Linked DNA regions of Astyanax mexicanus: region 1 is linked to region 2. The links are chromatin contacts, called in public Hi-C maps. All regions are on one chromosome and are shown on one strand. Each heading gives the region's core, a stretch centred on a gene start, on an enhancer-like site or on the middle of the called end of the contact. The rest is flanking DNA. Distances are from core to core; before and after follow the strand shown. Region 1 holds the start of LOC103038044 (cytochrome c oxidase assembly factor 1 homolog). Region 2 holds the start of znf622 (zinc finger protein 622).

Region 1 (7,366 bases), core at 1,576-4,075, 270 kb before region 2:
TTTCAGATTAATAAACGTGAATACGCTCAATAATCAACACTATCAGTGAATAAGTCTGACCTGAGCCTGGGTGTGGTCCACGCGGTTGTGCCGATCGGTCAGGTGGATATTATGGATCTTCAGGGGTGGAGCCCCGAGGCTGGCCATGGCTGTGGAGTTCTCATTCAGCTGCTCAATAGCCAGCCTATAATACTCTGATTTAGCGAAGTTTTCTGGGAAGAAAAAAAGATGAGAAAAAAAAAACAGGAAAAATCATTTAAAAAAAAGTTATGAAATAAAAGAATTGGGGAAAATACAATGTATACAATCAAAAGGGCATCTCACAGTACAATATGATCATGTTGCCCACAATCACAATCACACCACAATACTGTGATTCTGTTAAACTTCATATGTTTTAGACAGTTCTCTACAATATTTCACAGCATCTGTGTTACTGAAGAGGATAAAATACTCCTAATACTCCTTCAGACTATAAGGCGCACCGGATTATAAACTGCACTATCAATGAACATCTTTTTTCTGGTCTATTTTCAAACATTAGGAGCTTCGGATTATAAGGCAAATTAAACAACACTAGTTAGGATGCCTACATTGAAGTGAGCAAGGCTGTCGCCATGTTTCCCTTCTAATAGGGAAGCTGGGGGAAGTGCCTAAATAAAAAAAACTGTAATAAAAAAAACACATTTTTTTTTCAAAGCCAAACAAGTGCTGGATGTTAGTCTACACAGATTTCTCTACTAAAAACTGTTTATTTGTGGTGGAGTAATACACAGAGCTTCGGTTAGAGTGCATTACCGGCTGATAACAGCACTCATAGAACGCCTCTCAGCCAATCGCATTGCAGGGTCGGAACTCACAGAAGTATAATAATATTAAACATGGCACTTGACATCTAATGCCTGCCCACAATCAAATTATTCTCTTTCAAATTCTAATAGAATCTGTGTTTATCTGCTCACTCTGCATGAGGTAGTACATCATGCCACATCCTCCCCCAGTCATCACAGTGACAAATATTGTCATCTGCTGCAGCAGGCTGGTGGAGCGGCTCATCTTCTCATACCCTCTGGATCTCACACGATCTTAGCAAACCTGAAAAAAAAAAAAAAAGTAAAAATGCCAAAAACACAAAATGCCTTGATCTATTAACCCAGTCCTCTTTTTTTTAGTAACTACTGCACTTAATTTAAAATAATCCACTCAACTATGGATTACGTTTTATTACGTCAAATGAACAAAATATGAATAAAATTAAATAAAATAAAAAATTGTGGTTTAGAGTTTAGTGCCACTAAGTGACACATAATGAACATCCTGAGAGCATCACTACCAGACAGAGGGTTAATCTGTGTTTGTTCATCTCACCTTATTTACAGAATGCTAAAGTGCTTTAGAGTTAGTGCTGGAGTTAAAGCAAAACTAGATCCTTTAAAAAGTGTATTTTTGCTTTTACTGATCTATTCCAACCATTTTAACAATTAAAATCTTTTAATGAAATGTTTTATGTTCCACAGAACTAGGTCTGATCTGATTTCTGAAATAAAATGTTATGAAATGGTTGTTGTTACATCATAATTTTAATCTTAAAATAATATGTATTTTGCCCGCAGTAAGAAACTGAATTTATCTGATTCAACTTTGAATTTGGCACCAGCATTCAGAATTGGGTCTGGGCTCTTATTATGGTTTAAGGGTGCACCAAATCCTTTTATATTTATAACCATTTATATATTTTTATTAATATCTGAAATGTGTTCCTTTGAAGTAATGAAACATGTCGATCCAGAATAAAATCTGATAAACATTTCCTAATTAAAAAAAAAAACACGTTTATTGTAGTAATTTCCACCTCTGCAACATAATTCTCAGTTTTAACTGCGCTATAGGCGAGGATGTTTCCATGTACTTTGGTAGAAGGATATTCACAATATGCAAATCAATCAATCAATCAATCAATAATACCAACCTCCTGCTTATCCTAATCAGCTCTTCCTTCTGCCCCGCCCCTAAACCCATACATCACCAGCACCATCACAGTGCAGCTTCCAAACTACCCTCTCATTTTTTGTATTTTTGTTTTATTTGCACTGAGGGTGGAGTCAGTAAAAATCAATGGGTTTACGTGCCCTTTAATTCTTTGTAACTTGTGAACAATTATTTTATTTTAATAGTGCAGAAATCACACTTTTTTTCACTAATTTATTCACTAGCACCAACAGCTCCCTCCCAAAAACGAAAATGATGTACGGTAGCTAGAACATGCGGAAAAGGAGGCAGTTCTATGTAAATGAAATCAGAAAAAATAAAATATAGGTTAAATAAAAATAGAAAAAAACATTTGTTTTTGATAAATAATATGTATTTACTCTGCTGCTCTTTATAGGTCGCGTTTTAGATCATAAATCAGATCATCAGAACGTTGTTTCTATGTCTTCTTGTCAACATTAAACAATGGTTAGGACTTTAACCCCATAGTTAACTAGTTAATAAGCTAACAAAGTATTAAACATATAGCTGACTTATGGTCATCAACCAAAACCCTTAAAACCCTTAAAACCCAGCATTGATAAAATCTCCCTCTGCGTTATCTGCGTAACGTTCAGCACAAGCACGCAAAATCCCCGTTAGACAATATCCAGTGTTCCAGCCTTTTTCTATCATTAATCTGTATATGAATGTAAATCTGGAGCTGAAGCTAAGCTTTAACTCGTGATAATAAACCAGTTTAACTGACCGTCCCTCTAAACTGCAGGCTTTCCCTCACCGCCGCATGGGAGCGGCCATGTTTGTTTTGAACCGAATGACCCTCTTTAACCCTTAAATCCCCGGATTCACAGCAAAATCACAAAAAAAAAAAATAATAATAATAATAAAATAAAATAAAAATAATAATAATAATAATACAGCTGAAAATAAAATAGTCTATCAGTCTATCAGAAGTTTATCAGGTCACTACTTTTCTTACTATAAATATGAGCAACAAAAAACATAATAAAAAGAGCATAGAAAATAAAATGCATAGTTGTAATCATAGTAATAGTGATAGTAATAGTAATTGTTTTCCCAAACATGTTTTCAAGAGCATAAATGTTTAATGCTAAAGCTAAAATAATAAGACAAAGCTTTAATACCCAAATGTCTTATTACTACTGTCACTTTTTGTTTTTGTGGCAAATACTACAGAATAGAAAAATGATCCTACAGACTAATAAACTAGTGAGAATTTTTCTACATTGTAAATTTAATATTGAAGAATATATTAAAGCTACGCAGGAACACATGCTAAACTGTTATGTATACAAAAAAAAAAATGTAACCAACCAAAATATACTTTAGATTCTTATATAGATTGTTACATAGATTTAGATTTAGATACTTTAAGAACAACATTTATCTTTTTTGGGACAGATCTGCACACTCTTGGTATTTTCTTAGGACTAACATTTTGTGCACTGTTTACTACGTAATTCCATATGTGTCTCTTAATTGTTTTCATGTCTTTAATATTAATCTCCCTTTTTACTTTTATTTTTTATATTTTTACATTTTGGTTGAAATCATACACACCACTCATCTCATCATTAGACCCCATAACGTAGTGCAGACATAATAACAATTTTACAGAAATACTGAATTTAATTTAAGCATAAAGTCTGGGAAATAAGAAATAAACAAATGTGAAGATAATGGGGAAAACTCCAGAAGCACTCTTTCTGCAGCATTCACTGGAGGGAGTCAGAATGCGCAATCTGGCAACCCGTGCAGGCAGCCCTCCCCTGTGTAGAGCGAGTTATGAAAGTTGTGAGTTGAGAGTTATATCACTGCAGCCGCAGCAGCAGCAGCGCAGCCGGACAGCACAGCGCGCAGACTTTCAGAGGTAAGAGACAGCGCTCCGGGCTTTAGAACAGTTCTAACTAAGCGGTTTTAGCATGTCGTTGTGTAAATGTCCTTCAGAGACTCGCCTCGTGTCTTTCTGTCATGCACGCGCTTTATACACCACACTGGCATCCCCAGCCTCCTTGTATTTAAACCATATTAGGTAGCCGAAGCGATATTAGCGCGCAGAAAGGCCGGATTATAGAGATAAACACATATCTGTTACAGTATAACCCATGCTGTGTTACATTCATAAACACAGGATCCTTTCAGCTACATTTTAAAACAAAAACGAATTGGGTCTAATTGCAATTTCCGGTTCCACCTTAAATTCAGCTAGTTACAATAGAGAGCCTGAACAAGCGCCAGAGCGCAAACAATGCAGCATTTAAGGTGGAACGGAGAAATAAAAAATAATAAATGTAAAAGTATGTTTGACAGTATTAAATGGCAAATTATACAATTATTTTTCTTCTTTTGAAATGTGGATAAAATAAAAAATGGAAACAGTCATAATATACCCCATAATGTAATTGATAACAGCAATTCTACATTAGTTTGTACATTATTATAATAAATATAAAAATTATAATTAAACAGTTATAATATATCCCACGATTATTCCTGCAACGTCCTCCATCTCAAAAAACAATAGGAACAGCTGAATATGAGACTTAAAATGCATTTAAATGTCTAGATGTTGTTTAAACTTAAAAAGTATTGATATTTAGTAAGTAAATATGTAATCAGTTTGTGTCCCCAGCACTGTTATAAATTAACGATTAGTCAACAATAAAATTTGTAGTGGACAAATTTATTTAATAAACACTGTTGATTTGATTATATCAACTAATTGTTGCAGCCAAAATTAAAAACACAAAATTAAATTTAGCATCATTTTTGCAGAAATTGATCATTTGTTTGGTCAGTCACTATTAATTCACCCCAATATCATATAATAACAAATATTATTATAGTAATATAATGCTGTTTGACTGATCTAATAGTTTAATAGTCCCATGTGTCTTCGAACTTTTGCTATGCTGCCCACTGACTGTGTGCTCTTGTCCACAGGTAACATGTTGGGGTCTGTGGTGGTGGGCCTGGGCATTGCCGGGGGGGTGCGGATTCGAGACCTGCTGGCTCCTCTGCCTTCCAGCGCCGCGGAGAAGTTTACAGTTAAGGGATTTGTGTCCAGGTCAGTTGCATTCCCCTAGAATGGAGAAAGGTTTTTTTAAATGTGTGCATAATTAAACAATAAAGATGTAAATGCAGTCAATCAGGATGTTTGGTGGAGTGTGGAACAGTCATTTTTTTAAAACATTTTAATTAATCAGTTGTCATAGCAAGTTGTTTTATAAATGTTATTAATATGTTTTGTGATTCAGAATTTTTTTAATTTAATTCTAATAGACGTGAGAAGATGTCCTAAAACATATATAAAAAAATACATAACAAAATGCCATCACCAGAACTAAATACTACAGTACTTGTTTTAAAAAATATGGATGTTAATGATAGCAGAGTTAAAAAAGGCGTAATATTTAAGGAACTCATTAAATAATCATAATTGATCATATTACACTTTTGAAAGTAAGTTAATAGTGGTAATAGTGGTAACTCCTCCTAAACTGTGAGATAAGAAAACCACTGAGCCGAGAGATAAGCAGCACCCCAGCCCTTGTTACACCAGTCGCCCAGTTCAGAAGGATATGTACGTTGGGTTAGAGCATGCCATGCTCGAAGTTAAATTACATTTTAAAATCTTCCTTTTGATTTTATTCTAGAGGTTTTAAATTGGTAAAATAAAAATAAAAAACTCATAATTTTTAAGTGGTGTCTTATTTTTTTCCAGAGCTGTATTTCCTACCCCTAAAAACAATAAAAATATATATAATATTAAAACTCTACAAATATTAGCATATCATCTAGCCTTCACTTAACTCTTAACTCTGTCTGTTCTAAACTATATGTTAAGCTGTATTAAATCAGAAGTGTTTATTGATCAGTGCTGACTGATCATTGATCATGATGTCAATTATCTCACTCCATTGCATCAGAGAAAGGAGTGTTTATCTACTAATTGTTTTTGGGTGAAAAGTTCCAGTATGGGGGACTGACTGTAAATGTTTTGTTTAGGAGGACAATGGAGGACCAGCAGGGAGTCCAGCAGATCCCTCTAGAAGAGGCTCTAAGCAGGGATGACATTAATGTGGCCTTTGTTTGCACTGAAAACACCAGCCATGAAGAGCATATCAGGTAAGACAACTATTGACTGCTGAACTCTCAAGAGGGGTTTCCTGTTAGTCCTCTGAGAGTCTTCTGATACTCATTATACTGGGCTGAGTGATGGACTCAAACAGAAATGAAATATTGTGATATTATGAGGTACATTAGCTGTGATGTTTCTCACACGGTTTCATTTCCTCTCAGGCAGTTTCTGGAGGCAGGGAAGCACGTATGCGTGGAGTACCCAATGACCACCAACTACAGCTCTGCAGCTGCTCTGTGGGAGCTCGCCCAGCAGAAGGGTAAGCTAAAGATAATATCTGCACTGTGTTTGTGCTGAAGTCAGCTTGTTCCACAGGAAACATCATGGTCTTTCTTGCTTCTCGTTTCTCTTGGGCAACAGTGTCCAGCTGTGCCTTCTAAAAAAGGGATACACCACATATTTTCAGAAAACTGTACAAAAAACATGGTATTTTTTAATTAGCTAAATGACCAATGACTTATTTACTTGAGGTCGTAGTACAGTGTTATACTAATTAGAGCTTGGTATTAAAACTAGATACCAAAAAAACACCAACCGCAATGTCTCAGTACTATTGAGTACCGAAAGGTAAAAATAAATATATAAATAAATAAATAAATTGCATAAACACACCAAATGCTTGCAGCGCTCTCTGGGTGACCGTATGATTACTCGTGTCAGCTGTTAAAAAAAATACGTTGTGTGAGAATATTTATTGCATTTTTTTAAACAAAAAATAGACTACAGACTACAGTCCGATATACTCGCCTCTGACCGGCAAAAGAGCTAGCACTGCGGTCAGCGGCTAATGCTAATGCTGCTGCACCCAGCCTTAGTGCTGGAGAAACTTCACTAAAACTCCTGTACAACTCTGTACTTCAGCAGAGAGTGGCTTCACTGCTCCTTAATACCTGACTTATAGAATTCATACATAAGGTGCACCTAATTATAAGGCACACTGTCGATTTTTGGGAACATTTAAGGTTTTTAAGTGCACCTTATAGTCCAAAAAATACGGTATACACTATCTTAAATTCTTAAACATTATTGATTAATTGTTGCAGCCCTAGATTGGTGTTTGGGCTTTGACCAAATCACATCATTGTTTAATTCTGTTCAGGTTTGTTGTATGTCTAATTTTAACAAGTGTCCATCTTTTAGGTTTGGTTCTGCATGAGGAACATATAGAGCTCTTCACTCCTGACTTCAAGCAGCTGAAGAAGGACATAGCTGGGA
Region 2 (6,684 bases), core at 2,772-5,271:
GAAGGTTCCTACGTTTATGTTCCTTCTGTTTATCTTTCCTAAATTTTAAAATTTAAGCAAAATGTGTTCTCAGATTCAAAAAGTGCTCTCGCTATACCCTATAAGCCACCCAGCAGAGGTGTGCGGAATGGCCAGTACGAGTTAATGAGGGATCCACATGCCCCTGCTTAAAAACAGCATCCCTCTAACCTGTTCCCAGACACACACACACACTCCCACATGCAGTATACATATACGAAAAAATCTGACTTAACTGTAACTCAACTGGTTGCCCCCCCACACACACACTCCAACACCCTCAACACACTAAACCCCCAAACATAGCGTGTCTCTTTTATGTCTGTCATGTTTGGCTGTTGTTGTAAATACTGTACAATGCATTTTGATATCATTGACATGTTTTGATATTTCTGTCACAACCAATCAACACAGCGCTGAAAACATGAAGAACAAAAAAAAAAAAAAACTGAAAAGGATGTAATGAAAAAAATCATCTTTATAGCTGAACAGACCGTGTAGTCCTCTGATCTGATCCCCTTCCTGTCTCCTATCTCCTATCTCCTGTCCCTGACGGTCCCCACTTTCCTATTCTCGCTGTAACACCAACACACAACCAACAGGAGGGAGAAGGAGGGAACGTAAGACGAGCCCATTTTTATACTGAGTGACTCCTTTATTAAATACACACACAAAACACAAGGGAAAAAAAGGAAAACTAAACTAAAGGTACCAGGTTTTAAGAGGCAGCAGTCCCTCCTCAGTCCTCACTCCCGACGGACTGACGTTCAGCCTTCACCGAGAGCTCAGGATCTGCATCTGTCTGTTTAAGGGTCACATTCTTTCCATGGAGGTGATTTTTTTTGTTTTATTTTATGTGTTCATTATGTTTTTTTTTCTGTCATTCATTTTTAGAACCAGTATCAGTAGGGACAGAAGAAAATGGTGCAATTTTTCTTTTTTTTTCTTTTTTTTTCTGCAAAAATATTCATGCTACCTTTTTTCCCCAGAAAAGAGCTTCATACTATTCCCGTTTCATTTTTTAAATTTTTGATCTAAAATCTCATATCTTCCTTTTTTTTTAAGGGTTTTTCTGTCTGAAGTGAATATTCTCGTTTATTTTTTTTTACCTGAGATTATTCACTATCCCCCTTTTTTTTTAGCTAATGTTAGATTTCATTTTTGACAAATAATTGCTATTTAGTTTTGAAAAACTGGGAAAACTTTAACTTCTCTTTTTCATTTTTTATTATTATTTTTTTTTTCCTGGATGCTTTTCTATTTTTTTTTTTTTATCTTTAGGGAAACCATGTCCAGACTGATACAGTCAACATTTTCATTAAAAGGCAAAATATTCCTGGACTGTTTTTTTTTTTTTATGCTTTTTCTTTTTCTTCCAATTTTTTTTTTTTCGCCTCCATGGAAATCATGTTGAAACAAAACCAACGAAACCAATAAAAGCAGCGAACAGCGTTTCACCAAAACATTAAGGGACCACAAACAGACTTTGCTATGAAGGATTTCTCTTTTTTTTTTTAATGTATTTAAAGTAAAAATGTAAAAAAAAAAGAATAAAATTAAGAAAAAGCGTACTTGTAAAAAAGTAGAACTGAACTAGGGAGGAGGCGTTTGGCAGAAGTTTGGAAGAAGTGTTTTTTCTAAGGTCGCCGTTGTCCTTGCTCTTGTTCTCCGTGTAAAACTCACCGGCCATCGTTCCCACCGTCGTGCTTCGTGATGATCATCATGATGATCTTTATGATGATGATCATGATCATGATGATCATGATGGTTCTATTGTTTGCCAGCAGGGTAGATGAGGTCACACACAATAATGATGGGGACGGTGGTTTTCCTCCTGCGCCATTTCTTTTGTCGTTCTTTATGAGAAACAAAACAACAAGAAAAGCAGCAGCAGCAGTATTGAGTATGAAGCAGTGGCCTCCTCGGTTTTTGCTTTGTATTTCATGTTAGGCTAGTTCGGATCCTCGTCTTTAGGGACTTCTCCGTGTCTCGTGTAGTTTAACAGAAGTCCTTTGTATGTTTCTTTATATTGTAAATTGTTTTCTTTAGACTGAAAGATGTCGTTTATTAAAAAATGGGAAAACTGCATCAATAATAAATGTTTTGGTTTAGTTTTTTTATGTTTTTTTGTTTCTGTTTTTCATGGAGTCGTCACTTATTTTTGCTTGTGTCCCTTCGTTGTAGATACAAATTTAAGACTAATAAAATAACGTAACCCCTTTTACCAAGAACTCTTGCTTTCTATTTTTTTTAAGGATCTCAGGAATTGCATGCTTCCATTCTCTGGCCCATAGACTGTATATAAAGATGGATGCCGTGTCGCCGTTCCCATTCATTCAATGAAAATGAAGCCAAAATCTTCCACCATTTTGGCGATTCAGAGACCAGAGTCTGCGCAGTAGAGACCAGAGGAGGGAGAAAGGCTGTGGAGAGACGCCTCCTCATTTAAATAACCCCGCCCCTGAGGGCTGCCTCGCGGTCACAGACTGCAGAGCGGGGCGGAGCGGAGCTGACGGTCTGTTATTGGTACCGCCCATAAGCAGCCCTTTTACCATGAATAGAGCCGAATAAAGTTTTAAAAACCGAATTCTGTGGGGATATAAAAATTTAACAATATAAGCAGAGGTTACACTAGCTGATACATTTAAATAAAGGAAGATATAATTACAATATATTAGAAAAAAACGTGATTGAAAGTTGTCTGTTTTGCCATTGAAACCTATGGGGATGGGTGGGGTTACACAGCTTTCTGCAGCCGAACAGCAGGGGGCGCCCGACCTGTGGTGGCTTCACTTTTAAGAGACGATGCTCTGTCCAGCTATACACAGTCTATGCTCTGGCCTAAAATTATATAAAATCTAATATTGGACAGAATCTGCAGTCATTCCATTATAATACTGATTAAAATGCCTTTTTAAGCCTGAAGACGTACACAGATCACTAATACTAAAATATTTTAACCACTTTTGTTGGCTGTACTCTTGCTAACCGTGTTGGCTGTATGCGTTTAACACATTTGTGTAAGATGGTATTTGTCTTAATTTCTACACAGATCAGTCAGGATATTGTTATTATGCTTTCCTGGGACGATCCTGATGAGAGCCAATTTCATCATTGTAATGTTTTTGATTGTCTTTGCAGTGAAGGATCCTTTCAAAAGATACTTGAAAAGTTTTAGATTGACTGACTTTCATTTCTTCAAAGTATTTTTTCATTACTTAGCTGAGTAGTTCTTGCCACTATCTCATAAAACTGACTGAGAACATCCACCAGATATGGGCTACTTTGAAGAATGTAACATATAAAACATATTCTGGTTTGTTTAATAATTTCATATGTTTTTTCTTCATGTGTGGGTCTGGATCAGGCAGGTCAGGCAGGGTTGCCAGGTCCAACAAAAATGTCCAGCCCAAAGTTAGTCTAAAACCCGCCGTCTGTCACACGTTTTGAAGCAAATATCAAAACAACTATAAGTGTACGACTTAGTATTTTGTTTATAAGGCATTTATTTATCGTAGTCATTAATAATATTGTAACATTAGTGTTTTATTAGTTATTTTATAACCATTTTATATCCCAGTCAAGAACATTTAATAGTAACATAATTAGAAAATAATGTTCTCCTGATTCTTAATGTTGTAATCCATCTTCCGGATGTTTAGATAGATACTTTATTGATCCTAAAGAAAATTTAGCAGCCAGAAGCAGTTACAGAAAAACAACACAGAAGCACAAACAACAATATAAGAGGTTATACAGTATCATTAAAAAAGATAATATTTATTTATTTATTTATTTATATTATATAATAAAAAGGCAAATTTTTTGTTTAGTTTTTTGACGGCCGTTATAATGACTAAATTTTTATTACCTGCGACTGGACTTAAAAACAAGCCCAGTTTGGCGTAAAAAATTGCGAACCTGGCAACTCTGAGATCAGGAGACCCGGGGTCCGCCAGGCAGCTGGCGGCGCTGTGGGCTGAACCTGGCCGGACTCGGGCTGTTTCTGTCCGGGTTGAGCGCTGTGTCAGCCTCGTGTGAGCTGCTGGAGGTTTACAGAGGCTGGAGCTGAGGATATTTACACACAGTGGAGGAGCTGAACAGCGTTTATAAACAGGTGAGGAGACGCTCTGACCCTACATAAGATCTTATATCAACTTATTATATAAGTTACACTGTAATGTAGTTTTATGTAGACAATGTTGTGTTATCTAAATTTAACGTTACCTCCTCTGTTTATTATTTAGCCAGCTAAGCTAACTAACTAATGGCTAACCTAACTTAGCTTTTTTAATGTATTTAACAAGCAAATATCTAAAAATCGTACAAATAACGCCAGACAAATAAACCTTCCGTAATATCTATATTATTTGGTACAGACTTAAGTAACGTTACTCATGGATACAACATAACGTTACTCATAAAACAGGAAAATACACAGCATTATCTAGACAACATAGAACAACATAAAAGAAAGGTTAACACAAATATTAATAACAATATTTATAACGTTACATTAATTGCGGAAGGCTAATCGATATAACATTACGTTAAATCATTATAAAATAGATCATAATAGCAAAATATTTTTCTATTTTTTTTGTATTGATGCTACTTAACAATTTGAGAAATTAATTTAACTCAATTAAATCGGTAGGGAAGTTTAGTTTTGCGTCTGAAACCTTTGTGAATAAATAATTTTTACGAATGTAATATAAAAATTTACAATATACTCTAAAGGTTTATTTGATGTTATAATAACAGACTAATTCTAGCCTAACATTCATGATGGAAATTATGGAAAATATATATTTTATATATATTTATATATATATATATATTATGGAATTAAGGAAAATATATATATATTTTTTTTGTTAGAAAAAAAGTATCTGTACAAAATGTAACATTTGGCCAAAGATAAAATACTGAATATCAAATGTTTTAACTAATTTACCATTTTTTTTTATCCCAGCAGACATATATAATTTAGAATAAATAGTTTGGTCTTTTCACATTTCTTTTTTCTTAATTCTTCAATTTTTTCTAATTCTTCTCATTTTCTTCTCATTAACTGTGCATCTCTAGTAAACAAAACAAAAACAAACAAAATAGTGAAATGTTTGCATATATATATATATATATATATATATATATATATATATATATATATATATATATATATATATATAATGTATAATGTATACAGTAATTCTGTCAGTTATATTTTAAAATAAAAAAAAATATGTAACATGGGGGTGTGAGGGTTTGGTTAAGGTAACTTTATAGTGATTCTAATGGAACATCCTCATTTGAATAATAACCTTCCTTACTTTTAACAATGTAAGTCAATGTAAAAATACTTTATTTCAGGTCATTTTTGAGAACTTCTATTTGTCAATTTATCAAGAGATTTTGCCACAGTGTTAGGGACCATTTTTGTGTTCGAATTTTGTAGAAAACTAGAAATAGTCAAAAATAGAGATACTTTTTTTTTTTATTGGACAGCAACAATAGGGGTTTGCTAGAGTCCTCCAGTTACATTTTTGTGTTTTTTTGTGTAATATTTCCTATTAATCCTAAGCTTGTTTCTTTGGTTAAATTCAGCAGGAATGTCTGCCTACACCTGTATCAGCTGCCGTGTGCAGTTTGTGGATGGCGAGGTGCAGCGGGCGCACTACAAGACCGACTGGCACCGCTACAACCTGAAGCGCAAAGTGGCCGACATGCCCCCGGTCACGGCCGAGAACTTCCAGGAGCGAGTGCTGGCTCAGCGGGCGGCGGCCGAGCAGCAGCAGCAGAACCTGACCAGCTTCTCCACCTGCAGCACCTGCAACAAGAAGTTCTCCACCACCAACGCCTACACCAACCACCTGCAGTCCAACAAACACCTGCAGGCCGAGAGGAAGGCCCTGGCAGCCGCCCAGGAGAAGGTGCAGCGAATGAACGAGAAGAACCTGGAGAAAGGGGCGGAGCTCGACAAGGATGCACAGAACGAAGCTTTGCAGCAAGTGCTGAGGGAGCAGCAGAGACACACCCCCTCCAAAGCCACGCCCTCAGAGGGGCGGGACAGACAACGGCCTGCCAAAGCGCCTCGGCTGCAGTGGTTTGAGAAACAGGCCAAGAAGATTGCAGAGGAAGAGGGAGAGGAAGGAGAGGAGGAGGAAGGTGGGTGCTAAATGTTGATACCTTCTCTACTCTTCTGTCCCTCTGTTTTGTTTCTTTGTCCAAACCTAACTTAACTGCACTTTTGGTGGATTGTGGATTGTAGTGTTCCTTAGCTCTGCTGTGTTGCTGTGCTAATAACTACTTACTGTACTGGCTGAGGGATGTACTCTTGAGAGGGTTATCCAGTTAGTTGGGTTAAAACTATTTCTCTTTCCTCCACAAGATATGCTAAATGCATGCCAGACACTGCACAGCCACTAAACAGCACTGTGGCCGATTCAATTAGAGAAATATCATTTAATTTAATACCGCAAATGTTTAATATATAATTTATCGTAAAGCCCGAATCAGTATTGAGCTGCTAGCAAAAACACTGCAATGTGATCTCAAATAAGTTAGTCATTGTTTGGTGTAAATTATTTTGCCTTTACACTTGTTTCTTTTTTTTACTACAGTTCACTACAGTTTCACTTAGAAGTTGTCCTGTTGCCAAATATT

Evidence for each region. A called contact is a pair of places that touch in the nucleus more often than the background predicts.
Region 1: a Hi-C map of blood shows a contact between it and region 2, with 4 times the contacts expected there. The contact joins the promoter of LOC103038044 here to the promoter of znf622 in region 2. A contact is called at or near these places in 2 of 3 Hi-C or Micro-C datasets (blood and muscle).

What each region holds. Positions count from the first base shown.
Region 1 is chr8:54,744,531-54,751,896 of AstMex3_surface, reverse strand. It overlaps LOC103038044 (cytochrome c oxidase assembly factor 1 homolog), which reads right to left and starts at 2,825. Exons shown (of 5, transcript XM_007250698.4): 1 at 2,738-2,825; 2 at 963-1,095; 3 at 61-212. The coding sequence starts at 1,056. blvra (biliverdin reductase A) reads left to right here and starts at 3,770. Exons shown (of 7, transcript XM_007250697.4): 1 at 3,770-3,880; 2 at 4,954-5,077; 3 at 6,019-6,138; 4 at 6,313-6,410; 5 at 7,292-7,366. The coding sequence starts at 4,959.
Region 2 is chr8:54,479,209-54,485,892 of AstMex3_surface, reverse strand. It overlaps znf622 (zinc finger protein 622), which reads left to right and starts at 4,021. Exons shown (of 7, transcript XM_022677878.2): 1 at 4,021-4,135; 2 at 5,629-6,186. The coding sequence starts at 5,631. It overlaps zgc:110158 (LisH and SSDP domain-containing protein), which reads left to right. Exons shown (of 17, transcript XM_049482719.1): 17 at 1-2,136.